2 separate regions of the Zea mays genome follow, and region 2 is linked to region 1. A link is a contact called in public Hi-C data. All regions are on one chromosome and are shown on one strand. Each heading gives the region's core, a stretch centred on a gene start, on an enhancer-like site or on the middle of the called end of the contact. The rest is flanking DNA. Distances are from core to core; before and after follow the strand shown. Region 1 holds the start of LOC100279122. Region 2 holds the start of LOC100286157.

Region 1 (6,657 bases), core at 2,258-4,757:
TTCATTCCTCTTGTTGCTTTCTCTGCTCTTGCCATCATATAGCCGCCGCCTGAAATTCATCACCAGCGGACATCAGCTCACACCTGGGCTAGAAAAATCAGTCGCCCTCACCCTTCTCTCTGGTGCTCTCTCCTTGGGAATCAGATGCATGTGCTACCTCATTGCCTGCGGGTCTGCAGGAAGACCCTAGTCCTCATTGTCTCCGACGCTTCTCCCATGTTCCCGTAGATGCGGCTCCAGTGTGTCTGATATCTCTAGGTGTCCTCACGGCTAACAGAACAATGACCCATGCTCTGTACTGTAGCAGGCATCGACCCAAACAGCAGCCCTTATAAATGCCATTTCCGATCCAGGGCGATCTCTCCCAAGATACCACATTTCTAGTGGCAGGTTTAGGCCAATGTAATTACATGTGCAATCAAATAATCCATGTATTTGTATGTCATTAGTTAACTACAAAGTATCTTTCTCACAAAGTATCTTGAAGTCTGTGAGCAGCCTACTTTCAGCTACCTACTAGTGAGCAGTCCGCTTTCTTTCTCAATACATTTCTCTTTCTTCCACGTCACCAAAAATCTGACAAGCCATCTCTTGCAGCCGCCTACGTCACCTTATTATACTTGCTCTAAAGTAAACACACAAAATTGTGCCTGAAGTATGTCTTTTCTTTTTATTGCAATTTTCTTAAAACAACATGGAAGGATAGAGTGCAATTGCATAGAATCAAATGACAACTACACTACAGCATTGACATTGCAGTTTCTACAATCAACATCTTTTCAGAATTATACCAGATGAAGAAACTCCTCAGCATCAGCATCACGGATTGTTGGAGAGACTTCTGAAGATCTCTTGACCAGAATGTATGATTGCACTTCATCCAGGTTCTGGAGAGAATACAAAATTAGCAACACAGCAGAACTTTTTGTTTGAAAAGCAAAATACTAAGATAGTATATGGATGGTCCACAAAAAAAGCCAAATTTTGCATCAAATAGCAGAAAATATGGGATTTATCGAAATAATGATCATGCTAATACTATTCAACTTCTCAAAGCTTTATTGGACAAACACTCAGGAAAAAATGTGTACACCAAATGTTACAAATATATCATATTGTCACAAATATTTTGTACTGTCAAACAAATGATAGTAAACAATTTGAGAGAATCTTTAGGCTGACTATATATATGACAGTAACCAAGATTAAATTAAGAGAAGACAAACAATAATGTCTGTGCACTGCATGTTGAGGCAGAATAATAGCCATATCCTTAAGTGGATGGCAGGGCAAAGGTTGAATAACAAAAGGATCTTTCATGCTGTTATGTACATGTTGGCGGTGGCTTGCCCACGGCCGACGGGCCGAGCAAGAGGGAAGGGTTTCCCATAGGCCATAGTTATTAAGGCGGCAAGGCGAATTAAGGCGACCAACCCCCTTTTTAACTTTTAAGCGATAAGGCATAAGGCGAGGCGACGCCTTAATAATATATAAAAATAGATAATAGAAATAAAATATATAGAAATATAGTCTCATAGATGTATTACACTAGCAAATAGGGTCAAGTCAGTCCAAGCAGCTCATAAACCAGCCCAGCAGCCAACTTAGCCCGTCAAAATTAGGTTACCCACCCCACACCTGCCAGCCACTTCTTTCCCTTCCCTCCCATTCCTAGCTGCCAGGCTCTTCCCCCGCCCCCCCGCCGCCAACAGCCCAGCACTGAGCTCATCGCCGCCAGCACTGCTCTGTGCATGCTCGCCCCCTCTCCTCTTCCCCCCCCCCTCTATCTCGTCGCTAGATCTACTCTGGGCAGGCACCAGGCGCCTTCCAGGCCACCGGCTGCCAGCAACCGGCGCGGCCACTCAGGCGCCCCCTCACGACCACCTTTCCCTCCCTAACGCGGGTGCCAACGGGCAGAGCCCTCTCTCCCACTCGCATTCCGCTCGCCTTAGGCGCTGGGGTAAGGCGAGGCGGACGCCTTGTCTCGGCCAAGCGCTTTACCGCCTAGGCGACGCTTAAGCGTCGCCTTGAGGACGCCTTAATAACTATGGGTTTTCCTTCTTAATTCTTGCCTGACTAGATTGATAGGTCTCCTCTCCTTATATAGAGAGACTTACTTGACCCCTAAGCAAGCGACCCTTATCCTAACTAACCAAAATCGATCTAATTTATCTCTTCCCTTATCCTAAGTAACCAAATCAATCTAACTTATTATTTCCTTATCCTAATGGCTCCAATTGCCATAATACTTACTATGTCAATCAGTAGTCAGTGCTAATGAAAAATGAGACATCTATGTCAAATTGGAATATTGGATGGCCAAAAGGCCTTCCTGGTTGGCACTAAGATTTCCTGCAAGAATTTAGAGGGGGGGCATCCAGGAAAAAGTCATGGTAATGAACTAATGGAAATCCTGGGAAATTTCATTTCTACCGAGAGTGGCGTTAATACTTCTCATTCTAGTGGAAATCATATACTGGTGCCTTGGTGGCCCTTTTCCAATATTGATGTTAAACATGGCTAACTTCAGCGCTGAAAAATTTTGCTAAGACCATTTTAAATTAATGATGTCATCTGATAAATGATTATAACTACAAATATCTGCAGGCCAATATTTGAGATTTCAAAGCGTTCTGCGCTTCTGACTCAAAGTAAAAAATCAATCTAAGTTATGTCAATTACTCTGGCAAACCAGTAAGCATCAACGGGTATCCCTCAAAGAAATTGTATGGCATATTTGAGAGATCTATAATACTAAAATTCCAAGATCGAAACAAAAGGGGGGAAAACCTTGGTCACTACTCAGCATTCAAGCAATTCTACGGAATCTCAAGCCCCTACACTAGTCGACTTACGGGCCTACACAGTTTAGCTACCAAATACAAATTTAAGCTAAACATATGGGACTTCAGGAACTCAAAGAAACAGATATCTATACCCAGAATCTACTAATTATTATGTACATCCAATACGTGAGACAGGGGAAGCAAAATTACCAGGCATTTGCTTGCACGAAGCGCGGCCTCCTTGAGCTCTGGCTTGACAGTGAGGCGACGCTCCCCGACGGCAACCTCGCCAACTTCCAGTGCGCTCCTGGACGCGTCGTTCGGCTTCCCGAACATAGAGACCGACCCTCGGAGCCACGCGTGGTGGCTTTTGATCCGCTTAGCCTGCAGCAAAGGAAGCCAACTGTTACGACTGATGATTCTGCGAACGCGGCAGGCGGACTAGGGATTAACTGCACTTACGAGGGCATCCGGGACAGAGGGGCCAGCAGTGGCTCGGTCGAGGTCGTCGGAGAGGACGACGAAGGAGTCCCACCATAGCGATGCGGACAGGGTCTTGCTGGTGCCGGCGGCGTTGACGAGGATGGAACTGGATGTAGCCGCCCTGCCGCTCGCCATGGGCGGTGAGGGCTTAAGAAACCCTAGTTGCGGCGAGGAGGCGGGAAATGGACAGAGAGAGACCGCGGTGAGTGTAGCAGCTGAACGAGGGTTTTTCTGGGAAAGGAGACACAATGGAGGGAGGGCGGAGGGTTTAACAATGTGTCTAGCAATTCATTGTGGTTACCTAATATGTTCTACACCGTATATAGTGCATTATTTACAAATTAAAGTTTGAAATTTAGAAATAGGTAAGCTGCTGAAGATAGCTTAAGGATATATTTGTTCAAGATTATAATCTACTTCTAACTTATTTTGAACTAAATCTTATAAATAAGTTAGATTATATAATCTTGACAGTTTATAATCCCAAACAAACCGTCGGAACTTCCTTGCCCAGGAGCGTGAGCATGCGACCTGGCATAACGCCGAGAACTCTCGCGAGCAACCACTCCTTCCTCGCGACCTGCAGCCGGAGTTCACCCAGGCCCGTGGTTCCAAGTGTCACACCCGGTTTTAGAAGGCAAACCGAATGCAAACCATATATGTGTCAGGATTAGCAATTCACGTACACAACAGTTTAATAGTTGGACATCATCACACGGTGCTCGAATAATAACATAAAAAAGTATTAATTTGATTACATCATGATGTCCAAGACATCCACATAGTATTAAACATAGATCAGAGTGCGAAAACGAAACGTAGCAATACACGACCTTCACAGACATCCACATAGTCTTAAACATATATCATAGTCTTGGAACTACTTGAAATCCTCCACCATGACTTTATCTTCTCCTGAGTAGTGGTTGCAATGTGGGCAACCTGTGGGTTGTTGTTGTAAAGCAATGGTGAGTACACATCAACATACTCAGCAATTGTCCCGTTTGGCTGAGGTGGACTAGCTTTATGTGTGGTTAGGATTAAAGCAGTTGCTTTTAGTTGGTCAGGTAATGATTACTAGTAGAGAGCCATGTTTTAGCATTAAACCCAAGTTATTAGCACAAAATTACTCCTTCCAAACGGAAAGAATACCAGAAATTATAATCATAACCATCGAAACCATAAATATCATCATCATCATTTGTAATCATAGTATCTCTAATCAAAGGAGCTCTCAAGGTCGCTCATAACCGTGAGCACGGCTGATATATCAGTTTCATAACACTCTGTAGAGGTTGCACACTTTATCCATGAGCCGTGATTCCCTCTCTAGCCCGGGCTTGCAAGATCCTTGTTCACTCCCGAGGTGAATGGCCAGTGATTCACTACGAAGCCTTTACAAAGATTCCCTGAGGTTGTAGCCGGCCGTTAGGTTTTCTAAATATACCGCACTCCTCCCCAAGGGGCAAACCACCCTCGATGGAGCGAGCCACATACACCAAGCCCCATTGACGGCACGACGGCGAAGTAAACTACACCTCAGTTCCTCTAATTAATTAGTTAAGGGCGTCTCATACCACCCTCATGGTTGTACTGTTTTTTAGGGTGGTCATTGTAACGCCCTGAATTTGGTGGGTAGAATTTTTTCTTCTACTTACTCACCAAATTCAGACGTTACTCTCTTTCCTTTTCTCGTTTCGCTCCTTCTTCCTAATTTCAAAGCAATATAGTGACGGTGTCTATGTCATGTGTAAACAAAACCTAAATGTCATGGGTGTTGCATCATGCTGAAGCATATTTCTTTGTCCGATGTCGTGGTTAGTCGTGTGTTCGTCTCGTCCCGTTTCAGATTTTGGTTCGCGACCGGATTCCGATTGGTGGTTGTGTGTGTCGTGGACTTTGATCCGCGATGTGACCCAGCCCGGCCCAGTCCGGCCCGCGCGCCCCTGGCGCCCCTGCCCCCATGCGCGTGCCCCCCTCCCTTGGTCTCTTTCTCTCATTTGATTTCTCCCACGCAGTAACCTCCCTCTCCCTCTCCCACCTCTCCCTCTCTCTCCCTGTGGTGCCCTAGGGTTTGGAGACGGTGATCGCCGGAGTTTGGATCCCCGAGGTGAGCTTCCCCTTCCCTCTCCTTCCCTCTCTCTCCCTCCCCCTCCCTTTCTTACTCCCCTGGCCGCGCGCCCTCCCCCTGCCCGCGCGCCCTCCCCTGCCCGTGCCGTGCGCCCTCCCCTGCCCCGCCGCGTCCCCCTCCCCGGCGCCCCCCTCCCCAGCGAGCCCCGCCCCCGTCGCGCCCCTCCGCCGCGCGAGCCCCTCCTCGCCGCGGCCCCTCCCCGGCGCCCCTCCCTGGCGAGCCCCACCCCCGTCGCGCCCCTCCCCCCGCGTGAGCCCCTCCCCGCCGCGGCCCCTCCTGTAGGATCTAGGACACCGGCTAGAGGGGGGTGAATAGGCGGTTTTGACTAAAATAAAAAACACTAGGTAAATTTAATCAATATAACAAGAGTAATAATTCTCTAGTGACAACAAGTAAATAATGTATGAGAAACAACTACGTTGATTGAATACTTGAGGAACAATATGCAAAACACTAATCACTTGCAAGGCAATAAGTAATGCAAGAAGGTAGAGACACCGAAATTTATCACGTGGTATCGGTGATTTGCCGATCACCCCTAATCCACGTTGAGGTGGACTTCAAGCTCTCACTTGCTCCTCTATCAAGGCACGACTTGATCTTTGAGCCAAGTGGACAAGAAATCACTCAATACCTCGATTCCACTAATGTCACCTTTGCCGCTCGGCGAGGTAGGCGCGAACCCCTCACAATCAACACCGCGGCTTCTCCACAATCTTCTTGGAGAGCTCGACGGAGACAATCACCCGAGCCGTCTAGGAGGCGGCAACCTCCAAGAGTAATAAGCCAATGACGCTTGCTCGGTGTACCACCTAGTGCCTCAAGAATCACCGAATGATGCAAATGCACTAGGAACTCTCAATCTCTCACTAGAATGCAATCTCAAGCAAAGAGTGTGAGAGAGTGAGTTGGAGGATCACAAATAAGCTCAATGTGTGCAAGGAATGGCCAAGAGAGCTCTCTCACACGAGCTACCCTTCTATTTATAGACCCCCATCAAAATCCAACCGTTATGTGCAAAAAGCACCAGTTCTGCGCACACGCGGACGGTCCGCGCCCTAGGGCCGGACGGTCCGCCGTACATATAACGGCTATAATTCTCGTTTGAAAACTGTCAGAGCTGTCAGAAAAGGTGGATCCGAACAGTCCGCCCTCCAAGGCCGGACCGTCCGCGACCTGGAAGCTTGAGGTACACGAACCATAACACGGGCGGACCGTCCGCTTATAAGGCCGGACGGTCCGCGACCTGAGACAGTA
Region 2 (6,657 bases), core at 2,977-5,476, 220 kb after region 1:
ATTTACTATTTTTCTCCATTTTTGAATTGTAATTTAAGTATGATTTTCAATTTCAAATCAAATGAAATCCAATCCGCTTCAAACATTTCCAAAATACCAGAAATAATTAGAGGAACACTTTAGTAAATTTCGGCTCATTTGTTGGTGAGAACTTTTATATAAAATTAATTTCTCCCTTTCTCTATCTGGGAAAAATATGTAAACTCATGTTTAAAAGGGAAAAGATTCAAATTCCTCTACAAAACTTGTGACATGTGTTTTTGTAATCATGGTGGTTTTGTGCCATACAAAAGTAGGGTGTTGTACAACCTTAACGGTCTATTGTGTCCTGAGCCTAGCCTCTAGCTTTCCCTTCACACTCACACATGGTCCCTCATAGCCAAGTCTTATCTTGGCCTTCGCCATCTTTCCATATGAGACTCTAGCATGTCCCATATTTAATAAGATCCTTCTCTTGATCATCACTTGATCAACTCTTCACTAATTGAGCATTCTCAACACGTGCACATGCCATCTCTCCTCCATGTCTATGATGCGTTGCTCAACCTAGTTTTTGGACACCCATTCATTTCACATGGAACTCATTAGTCCAGCTAAGATTGTCACTCAAGTGCCAAAACCAAACTAGGACTGTCATCCCTCTATCAGACAATCTGACAAAACACTTTTGACGATCCTATAGATCACAACCATGCACAAAAAAGTGAGTTATCAAGCTCTATTTCTGTTTGGCTCACTTGTCAATGCAACTATCCTCACAACATGTCTCCAACTAACTAGAATGCACAATCTTTTTCATTCTCTTATAAACACACATTCTCTTTATGCCTCTTGCTCTCTCTCTCTCTCTCCTGTATTGCTCTCTCCATTCTCTCTACCCCACAATCAAACCAAGGAGAAAGGATGATGGTGAAGGAGTGATAAGGCGGGAATCCATGATGGCCTGGAAGATACAAGAGAGCACCAACACTTATCCTTGCTAGGGATTTGGCTTTTGAGAATTGTAATCTCCCTAGCAAGGGAAGATCCCAAGATGGAGTTACCAATGCGAAGGCGAAGGACGAAACTTCGAGGAGTTCAAGCATCATCGATGCCTATCTTTGCTTCTTCTCCATCCCTTGGTAAGATGAGTCACCAACTACATCATCCTTGACCCCTAGAGACCAAGGTCTAGGTAGTTCTTCACTTAGAAACCTTCAAATGAGTGTTCTCATGAACCTAGCTAGCATAGCTCAATGCACATTGCTAGATGAGATCTAGGATACCTTATGAACACTTATACAAAGTCTCCTACACATGAAAGAACTCTAGATGCGCTTTTTACGCACTAAATTACTTAGAACACACTCATTGTGATTTTTTGGATAATAACACCCGCAAATTACATTAAGAGCTCAAAAACCTTATGCAGAAACTTCTACAGTTCATGGACTGTATAAAAATAATGTCGTAATGTTTCGGTGCATTATCTCTCTAAAGTCTAGAGAGGGTGTTTCTTGCGATGCCACATGTTATCAAACAGTCCATTCTCACTTTTTTATTTGTTACTATATGGCAGAGACCAACAATGACATAAAAGAATAAAACTCACGGGCAGCTGCAAGCCAACGATAGTCATGTTCCGAGCACAACTGTGCATACTGGTGATGAGAGCACTCTTGTTTCATGCTGACTAGCTAGTTGCATGTATATGATTTCTTTATATAACATAAACCAAGATAAGTTTCGGTGGTAAGAGACGAGTGCTCTCATCCTAGAGATTATAGTTCGAATCCTAATGGACCACGGGGAGGGGGACGAAAGGTGTAGGGTGTGTTTGGTTGGATGTATAAGAAGGAATGGAAGGGACGGCCACAACTTCTTTAGTGGTTGGATCAGAGTCAAGCGGAGGCGAGCTAAACACCGGAGTAATTTTTTGGTGGCGGCGTGATCCAAAAAATTGAGGGGACGGTGTTGCCTCCGCCTCATTCAACTTTGACCTCAAACCAAACACACTCGCAGTGATTCGTCAAGCCGACACACCTACCACACATATAAATGATTGTCGACACACCCTGAATCAAATAAATAACCGCCACATGCGTAACATCTTAAATCGTATGGCATGAACATAGGTAGCCTGCAAACAATCTCTTTCGTGGAGATGTAAAAAAATCCCTTTGGTGGACGGCCGACTTCGATTTTGTTTTTAAAAAGAAAAACCATTCTGACATAGAAGTACAATCTTTGGTGGAATAATTTACACGCATTCACATTCTACAACTGCTCCTTTTTGTTGTTCATCTACCATACTTACCATAATCTCAATTTAAATACGTCTACCGGTCCGCAATCATTAAGAAGCCACAGCACTCGGTAATCCAATGCGTGGCAACGCCTTGTTCTCGCATGCACTACTGTATGTAAAGGTAGAAGAAAGAAGATTCAGCTCCTACCTGATGAAGAAACAAAAAAAAAATCACCATACATACAGTTCTCGTGCACTACTGCGTCGCGGCTAGTACAACTGATCCAACAGGACGTGATTAATTCACCACAAAGAAGATGGCGATCAGATGTACTCTTTTGGCGGGTAGCTCTGAATGCTGTCCACCCACGGGTTGCAGTTGCTGCCACCGCCGGCGCCGTCGGCGTGCACGGGCGGCACGTCGCGGAGCGCGCGCCAGACAGCACTGTTGCACTTGAATCCGGATCCGAATCCGATCTGCCACACGCGGTGGCCGCGGCGGACGCGGCCCTTGGCCTCGGCGTAGGCGAGCTCGTACCAGAGCGAGCTGCTGCTGGTGTTGCCGAAGCGGTGCAGGGTGCACCTGCTGGGCTCCATGTCCGCGTCCCTGAGCCCCAGGCTGCGCTGCACCTCCTCCAGCACGGCGCGCCCGCCGGCGTGCACGCAGAAGTGTTCAAACGCGCGCCGGAAGTCCGGGATGTACGGACGGACACCGCGGGAGCGGAGGGCGCGGCGGAGCACGAGGGACTTGAGGAACTTGAGCTGCTCCGATATCGGGAGCACCAGCGGGCCCAGGGTGGTGATGTTCGTCTTGAGCGCGTCCCCGGCGACGGCCATGAGCTCGCGCGCCAGCGACACGCCGACGCGGCCGGTGCCGTCCTCGCGCTGGTACACGCAGCCGTAGCACTCGTCCGCGGCGCCCTTGTGGGTGCGTACCGTGTGTAGCAGCCTGTACTTGGCGCGCCCGGCGTCGGCGCGGCGGTTGGACAGCAGCGCGGCAGCGCCGCCCATGCGGAAGATGCAGTTGGACAGCAGCATGGAGCGGTCGTTGCCGAAGTACCAGTTCAGCGTGATGTTCTCGGTGCTCACCACGACGGCGTAGCACCCGGGGTTCGCCTGCAGCATGTCCCTGGCGAGGTCCACGGCGATGAGCCCTGCGCTGCACCCCATGCCTCCAAGGTTGAACGACTTGACGTCCTCCCGCATCTTGTAGCGGTGCACTACCATGGACGCCAGCGACGGCGTCGGGTTGAAGAGGCTGCAGTTGACGATGAGCACGCGCACATCGCGGCGTGGGTCGATGCCCGTGGCCGAGAATAGCGAGTCGAGGCAGCCGAACATGACGGCCTCGGCCTCCGCGCGCGCCTCCTCCATAGACAGCCGCGGCGGCCGTGCCTGGATGCCCGGCGGGAGGTACGTCCGATCGCCGAGTCCGGAGCGCTTGGTGATCTTGGTCTGGAACTCGAGTGCCTCCGCGTTGAAGCAGCCCGTGCTCTCTGTCATGTCCAGGAAGCCCTCCTTGGAGATGGCGTGCTCGTTGCCCGGCCTGTAGCACGCGAAGTCCACGAGGTACACCGGCCTTGGGCGCATGAGGAAATACACGGTGAGCAGCAGCACCGCCGCGGCGAGCCACGCGATGCAGGTGAGCAGGTCGAGTGAGTAGAACTTGTCCGCGCCAACGAGCGAGTATGCCGCCGCGACGAGGAGCGACGGCGCGAGCGCGAGCGGGACCCATGAGGAGGGCGCAGGGATGGCGCCAGAGCGCAGGCCGAGGCGGACGTACTTGAGGTTGACGCTGCGCGCGAAGTCCGGCAGCCGACGCCGGATCTTGACGACGAAGCTGCTAGGCTCTGCGTCGGCCTCCGCGAAGGCCAGCTCGGCCGTGAGGCGCTCGCGCTCCATGACCGCCGCCGTTGACGGCGCGGACTCCATGTTGTCACCTTCAGTTTGGACGTGACTTCTTTGCGTGCGCGGGACTTCGTTGTGCTGGTTGGAGTTGGGTAGAAAATGGACAAGGGTAGCAAATCAATTTATAGGCGTTTTGTTTTGTTGGAGACGAAAATGCTACGAAAGTAAACTGACGTCAAGTTGAAACTGAGGATAGCTACAACTGCCATTTTAGCGGTCAAAATTCACGTTCCAGAATCCTGATGGAAGCAAATTTGCTAAGAAACCTTTGGATTTTACCCAAATTACCCTCTATTTGCGTAGAAAAATTGTTTTCGCTGACCCATCGACGGTCAGAAAGTATTTTCGATAGAGACGTTGGAGAGCTAGATCCATGCCATGAACTGGAGGAATTTTCTGCTTCGTATGAATCTCGCGGACTACTACGTACTCGATTCGAGGTTTCAATCCAGCGGAGTATGAACCACTATAAAACACTACACTAAAACGACTCACATCCAACGGCCACTTAATCTCCGACGGGTTTCTACACCATCGTCGGACGTAAGCTTATATCCGACGGTCTCTGTTGGCCATCGGATATAATAGATTATGTCCGATGACTTGTCGGACATAAACTTATGTCCGACGGTCCGACTGACAGTCGTCGGACTTAAGCTTATGTCCGATGGCAGGCTATCAGGCATAATCGATTTTAACGTGTGTGGTCAGTCACCACCGTTTCATTTCCATCTGCGCGCTATCCACCGCTTGCTCGCTGCCGCCGCCGCCGCGCTGCCGTTAACCGCCCCAGCCCCTGGTCAGGCCACTCTACTCGTGCCCGCCGCCCCAGCGCCCACCACTGCCGCCGAGCCTCTGCCTAGCGCCGACGGTCACCACCGCCGCCCTGGCACCTGCCCCGATGCCGGTGGCCCCGACTCGTCCCCCGCCCCGCCCCGCCCACGCTGACGACCGTCCCGCCGTCAAGCCGCTAAGTGAGTATTTTTAATTTTTAGTATAATTTTGGCAATGTATATATTGTTTTCTAGTTGTCTTTTTCAGTATTAGATTTTTTGTATGTTTAATATTGTTTAGCTTGTTATGTCCGACGACCAGAATTTGATTATGTAATAAATTAATTTGTTTTAGTTTACTTACTGGTGTATAGATAATTTAAACTTTTAATTTCCGAGGGTAATTATTATGCCCTCGAAAATAAGGTTATTTTATATAATCTGTCACTCGTGACAATGTTATTTGTATATATTATATGTTATTTCGTGTATATTATTGTGGTAGTTTATTAGTTGAACTCGTGACAATGTTTTAGTTTACTTAGTGGTAGTTTGGCTTGCCAAGACTAACGTGTTCCTCGACCCTGCTTTTGCTTGGTCAGAGACTAGAACCGATGTTAGGTGCCCATGTAGCAAGTGTCGGAATATTTATTTTCTTGATAGGAGGACTATGTCGATAGATCTTTGTAAGAACGGTTATATGCGAGGTTATGAGGTGTGGGTGCACCACGGTGAGGACCCACCTCCTCGTACTGTATCAGAAGTTCAGTCACATGAAGAGGTGGACTACGATAGGATGGAAGAGATGCTTGACAATGTACGCCATGAGCTTCTACCCGACGATTCGGAGAACCCCGGTCAACCCTCCGATTATGAGGATCCTCCTACGCGTGAGGTTTAGAAATTCTTTGAGCTCCTTAGAGCTACTGAAGAGCCGTTGCACGAGCACACGAAAGTAACCATCCTTGTGTTTGTGACTCGACTTATGGCTATAAAGTCTAAGTTTGCATTCTCAAACAACTGCTACAAGGAGCTTCAGAACTTGATCAGTGATGTACTTCTGGAGAATCACAAGATGCCAAAGGACATGTATCAGTCCAAGAAGTTGCTCTCTGGTCTCGATATGGACTAGAAAAAATCGATGTCTGTGACAATAACTGTATGCTTTTCTAAAAGGACACCGCGAGTCCAAAGAAGTGTACCGTATGTGGTGAGCGTAGATTCGTAGAGGTTGAAAATGACTATGGTTTGACCGTGACGACGGAGATTTCACGTAAGCAGCTTCGTTACATGCCTCTTATACCTCAATTGAAACATTTGTTCATCTCCAAGAATACAGCCAGACACATGAGGTGGCACAAAGAAGGGGTATGTGAGAATCCAGTTGTCATGGCGCACCCAGCTGATACATATGCATGGAAGGCACTAAATGCCTTTTCCAGCTTTGCTGATGAAGTGTGGAATGTCCGCTTCGGTTTGGCAATAGATGGTTTCTCAACTTTCAATCTAACTGCATCGTCCTACTCATTCTGCCCCGTCTTTGCTGTTCCATACAACCTTCCGCCAGCTCTTTGCATGACATATATGAATTTATTTTCTTGTGTCTTGTAATACCTGGTCTGGATCATCCTGGAACAAAGATCGATGTGATGATGAGACCCCTGATTGAAGAATTGAAAATTTTATGGAAGGGAGTCGAGACATACGATTGTTACAAGAAACAGAAGTTCAACCTGAGAGTTGCGTTTT

What was found. Hi-C and Micro-C count contacts between places; a contact is called where the count stands out from the background.
Region 2: a Hi-C map of tassel shows a contact between it and region 1, with 4 times the contacts expected there. The contact joins the promoter of LOC100286157 here to the promoter of LOC100279122 in region 1. A contact is called at or near these places in 2 of 25 Hi-C or Micro-C datasets (ear and tassel).

Annotation. Positions count from the first base shown.
Region 1 is chr1:123,471,978-123,478,634 of Zm-B73-REFERENCE-NAM-5.0, forward strand. It overlaps LOC100279122, which reads right to left and starts at 3,508. Exons shown (of 33, transcript NM_001350807.1): 1 at 3,249-3,508; 2 at 2,997-3,170; 3 at 792-887. The coding sequence starts at 3,404.
Region 2 is chr1:123,687,273-123,693,929 of Zm-B73-REFERENCE-NAM-5.0, forward strand. LOC100286157 reads right to left here and starts at 4,227. Exons shown (of 1, transcript NM_001159045.2): 1 at 2,193-4,227. The coding sequence starts at 4,159. The coding sequence ends at 2,552.